Regions from separate parts of the Arabidopsis thaliana genome. Here region 2 is linked to region 1. A link is a contact called in public capture Hi-C data. All regions are on one chromosome and are shown on one strand. The core of a region is the stretch at or near the end of the contact, and the rest is flanking DNA. Distances in the headings are between cores, read along the strand shown. Region 1 holds the start of AT2G23910 (NAD(P)-binding Rossmann-fold superfamily protein). Region 2 holds the start of AT2G08115 (a long non-coding RNA gene).

What was found. Capture Hi-C pulls out chosen DNA fragments and counts their contacts.
Region 2: a capture Hi-C map of seedling shows a contact between it and region 1, with 2.9 times the contacts expected there. The contact joins the promoter of AT2G08115 here to the promoter of AT2G23910 in region 1. A contact is called at or near these places in 1 of 26 Hi-C or Micro-C datasets (callus) and 1 of 3 other capture datasets (seedling).

What each region holds. Positions count from the first base shown.
Region 1 is chr2:10,176,437-10,179,063 of TAIR10.1, forward strand. It overlaps AT2G23910 (NAD(P)-binding Rossmann-fold superfamily protein), which reads left to right and starts at 1,345. Exons shown (of 6, transcript NM_127952.3): 1 at 1,345-1,589; 2 at 1,823-1,980; 3 at 2,086-2,277. The coding sequence starts at 1,466. AT2G23900 (Pectin lyase-like superfamily protein) reads left to right here. Exons shown (of 5, transcript NM_127951.5): 5 at 1-422. The coding sequence ends at 53.
Region 2 is chr2:10,691,095-10,693,721 of TAIR10.1, forward strand. AT2G08115 (a long non-coding RNA gene) reads right to left here and starts at 1,298. Exons shown (of 1, transcript NR_140283.1): 1 at 1,094-1,298. AT2G25120 (Bromo-adjacent homology (BAH) domain-containing protein) reads left to right here. Exons shown (of 3, transcript NM_128069.1): 3 at 1-475. The coding sequence ends at 475.

The DNA.
Region 1 (2,627 bases), core at 95-2,594:
CGGTTGATAAGATTCCTATTGAATCTGTTGTCCTGAACAAATGCTCTGCTTAGAGATTGTGAACGGAGATAATACTAATTTCCTCATAAATATATATACATTGTCTTTTTGCAATGTATATTAATTCCCTTAGAAGAAAATGTCCCAGCTGTTATTTTATAAAGCTGATGGGTACATGCAATGGTTTTAGAATACGCATACGAAATTATACAATCAGTTTCGTGGAATTAAATTAAAGTTTGAAACGACGATTATAAGCATATGTATCGAATTAGAGATTAAGCTTTCCTAGTTTTGTCTAGGATTGAATTCTTATGCGAGAGATGAAAATGTGATCTAAGCATCGCTAGACCCTAAACATTAATGGATAACAAAAGGATGTGTGTTATATCTACATGGAATTTTTATGTCACATATCAAATTTTATGTATAGTTTAAAATGTAATTAAGTCCTTATCAAAACATATATGTTTGGTTAGTGTTATACTGTAATTGATGTTTTTTTTACAAATATGTTAAATAGCGCATTGCATGGTTTATCACATTAACCAATGTTTTTGTGCTTGATGGCTCGATTTATGCGATGTGCTAAGTTGTCTTAGAAGACGGATCCTCGGTATATATTCTTGTGACCTAAAGATATCCCACGGGCGACATCGCAACTAATTGATATGCAGAATAGACTAATAGTACAAAATTTGTCCGTATCACATATTTTTTATGTCACTAGTTACTATAAAAAATAATTAAAATACAAGTCAACACATAACAAAAAGAATTATAAACTAATAAAATGATTAAAGTCGTTGATTAGTTTAAAATCTGCAACTAAAAATGATAATATTTGCAATAATATTTTTCATTTTTATATTCCCTTTGTTCTACTCGTTTTATCTAATTATGTTTGGTTGGCACAACATATATATTCATTTTGATAATTCTACCTATCTTTCTTTTAAGAACACTTGTCAGAATTCAGAACGTAAGATAAAGCTAACTCACAATGTCATCGTAAATCATCTTCACACCACAATCGCTACCTACTAACTTCTAGCTACTTTGTTGTCAACTTCTCATATTAACCTTCTCTTTTTTCACTATAGTATTTGAATCCAAATTACTAATTTATTTAAATATAAACTTTAGAAATATTAAAATAATAATAGTTTAAAAATAACTAATACTACAAAACATTAAAAAAAAAGAATTACGTTTTTCAATCAATTATTTATTATTCTGTTTTTTTTTCCACCGGTCAATGGATTAACCAACAACACAAAGCCATATAGTAAAACAAGAAGATGAGTAGGTTGGGAGCGTGCAACAATGAAATAGTTCACCCACCTTTCTCCTATTTATTACTACTTCCTTCTCCTCACGTCTCTCCTCTACATAGTAAGACCCAACTAAATATCTTCTTTTCTCTCCATACACTTTTTCCAGATATTTCTAATCAACAAAACTGATGAATCAAGAAAAGACCATTTCTTGTTGTTGTGTTCTTGATGCTTCCACTTATGTTGGTTTCTGGATTCTCAAGAGATTGCTCACTAGAGGTTACTCTGTTCACGCAGCTATCCGTAAAAACGGTAAAAAAATCTATCAAACTCTTTTTTCAATTGATTTCAAGGATTTTGAGACAAATGATTTGTTTATCTGGCCAAATTCACTAATGGTGCTATAAAGTTTCCAACCTTTAATTGGTTCCAATCAATTTTTGAGGCAATGGGTTCAAGTTCACTTATGGGTACAATCAAATTTAGATGGAATCTTGTTGCAAGGGTTTTTTTTTTTTCTCTCTAATGAGGATTTTTGGTAATAGGGGAGAGTGTGCTTGAAGAGAAAATCAGAGACATGGAAGCTAACGAAGAGAGATTAGAGGTTTATGATGTGGATGTGTTAGATTACCAAAGTATCCTCATTTCTCTCAACAATTGTAATGCTGTCTTCTGTTGTTTGGATAATCCTGAAGGGTACGATGTGAGTATTTTAGTGTTTCTCACTCACCACTTCTCTGTAATCTCTCTTTTTTTTTGTGTGGTTTGGGGAAATTGAGATTTTGTTTATGAAATGATGTGAAATTAGGAGGAGAAGGAAGTGGATTTGGAGGTGAGAGGAGCTATTAATGTGGTGGAAGCATGTGCAAGAACAGAGAGTATAGAGAAGATTGTGTTCTCATCTTCGTTAACTGCTGCAATTTGGAGAGATAACATTGGAACTCAGAAAGATGTTGATGAGAAGTGTTGGAGTGATCTTGACTTCTGTCTCAAAAAAAAGGTATTTTAGTTCAACTCTTTTTGGTTCATTCATTTTCTTGAAAAGTTCAAGACATTTATAAACATGTTGGACCCACAGTTTATTCATATTCATATATGATAGTTTTGACATAGAATGAACAATTATTTCATGTACCTTTTCATCAATCAATCTGAAATGTATTATTTAAATTATTGTTATTTTGAAATTACAAGATACCATATTATTTGTTGAACTTCTAAAACTTTGGGGGTAGTGAATCTTTGTTGGAAAAGTAAATCAAAAATTGGGTCTTCATGTAATGTATTTGACATTTGTCATAATGTCATGTGTTTATCTTAGACTCATTTTGGTCAAGATTCAATGTAAGA
Region 2 (2,627 bases), core at 48-2,547, 510 kb after region 1:
GAATGAGATTGATCGTCTTGTGGCAAAGACGAGTTTACGCCTTGGTGATCTTCCTGACATTGAGAAAGACCAAGTGACTAAGACTTCAAAGGGTAAAAGAACTGTTCAGAGAAAGAGTCCTAAAACCAGTACGGTTTATAAGTCGATCTTGGAGGATTTTGATTTGTTAACCGGTGATTCGGATCGTGACAAGCGATTGGGGGAGCTCCTGGAAGCAGTTAAGCACGAGTGTCGTACAAGTAAGAAGAAAGGGGCTCGTGATGATGATTCTTACTGGCCAGATGATGTTGTTCCGGTGGTTCGAGCTCTTGAGCATGTCTTTTATGATTCTATGGCAGAAGATATGTCAAAGTATCATCACAAGTTGGAGATTCTGGTTGATGAACTCAAGGTTAGTTTAATTCCTTTCACTCATCCATCCTATATTTTTATTTTTGTTTTGCATGTTCTTGATTTCTATTTATTTTTTTGTTAATGCATGTTCTCCTGAAACCCTAAACTTTGAAAAATATTTCATTTTAAAATATGAAGTTTTATTCGTATTGAAATTGATGTTTAATGTTTTTACTTCACATATAAAAAAATACTTATAGGAGTTCAATTTGTACATCATCCCTTCGGAAAAAATTCATTATGTAATTTGGTGTTACTTGAAAAGTAATTTCATTATGTAATTTATAGGAATTTAGTATATCATCTCTGAGATATATGATAATATATTTTACTATAATTACCTTAATTCACATCGATTACATGAAGATCTACGCTAATAATCTTGTTTATTATTGGAGAATAATAGAAATTGGTTGATGTGTTCTCAGTTTGTTGCAATTAGTGTTTAATTGTGATCTCTTATTGTATGTTTGCAGACGTCACGACTGTTAGCTAGACGACTTCTCGATGGTGAATTAAAACCTGAACAAGTGGTAAAGATGACACGCTATGAGCTAACGGTAATCTCTTTCATTCACAAATTTTCTTCACATTAATTTTTGTACAAAAATCTCTAATGTTGTTATTTATTTGGTCTACAATATCACGGCTTAACCTCATATTATATTGGATTTCTTCTAGTAAAATTAAGGGAATGTTTCCGAGCCAATACCACAAAACCTGAATTTTAATGTTTATTAATTAGCTCATAAACTGCTTTATTATTAATCACATCTCAAGTGTTTTTGAAATGTTAAAGTGACTATGGTTAGCTTTTTTGTTTCCCGACATCAGCGTGGTTTCACTTTCGATGACATAACGGCCGACTTGGAAGAGCCAATAATGAGGAACGATGCTCCATCCACCTCCAACAATGTTGAGCAAAATGAAGATTAAAGAAGATACTAAACCTTCAAATAATATATTTTAATAATATCTTGTTCCAATCTTTTTGTTTTTGTTTTTGTTTTCCTTGAGTTTTCTGTCAAGGTATGATGCAGAATTGCAGATCATAACCATTTATTTCATGAATTATTATCTCAAACTTCAATTATTAAAGTTTAATAATTTCTATAGTGTCATATTTGTAACATGGGTTGGCATGTATTCAATTGAACTATGGAATACAAAATTTTGGTTTAGTAATGCACGATTTTGTAAAGGTTTAGTTTCAGTAAAGGTTGTCTAAAATGATTTAAAAGCATGTACTTTTCTAAAATGTTTACACATCCTAGTATAGAAATCTTTTTAATATTCTAAAACACATAAAACACGAGGCAACAAGTGTGAAGAAGACACTAACATGAGATCAGCTAATCGAAAGAAGCATTAAGTTTCCAAAGTGTTTCCTTTGTCCTTTGGAGAGATTGTGTTGCGCATCTCACGATCAATGAACTTGAAAGTGGTGAGGTGTGGCAACGATTGGTGTTGAAGAATTTCTTTACAGTTCAGTTTTCCTATGTTGAAAATTTTCAGTTCTTATAACAAAAGACTAAAAACCTTTTACTGGGGCCTCCTTCACATACCTTTATATGTAAGTCCGTCCATGGCCATAATAGCGTTACGTATAATTTAATGCAACAACCAGATTGTTGGCTGATCGGCACCGACCTGAGATGTATCCTCTTCTATTCTTTCATCAATGACATATTATTTTACTGGCCTATAAGAAATTAAAAAAAATATATAACGAGATATGTTACATACTTACATGTGACCGTTTTTACACTTGGTTCACATCATTTATCAATAGAATATAATAAGGGTATATGCCAATACCAAATAGGAGATTTAAATAACACTTTTAAGTTGCCACATTACATCATATATGAAACTATATAAGAAAGAAATGACTAAGGTTTACCTGATCGAAGAGATCTTACTTCTTAGGTTCCGTTACGATAACTAAGAAATGCCATTTTTGTTACAAATATATGTGGCATATAGTTAACATGTTGCTAAGTAAAACATATATATACACCAAATCTACTTGCGAGGGCGGAGAGAAATACGAAAATTAATCCTCTCATGATTGAAATCAAGTTTGAAGAATGATGGAGCCGACACTTTTGTTCTTTATGCCAAGATCCATGATTTTGAATTCAATTGAGAATTTTCCCCTCATGTAACCAAATAATCTCCCTCTAGATTTCATAATGTCGTTTTCAAAACTATATAAAGAGTTGGAGGGTCCA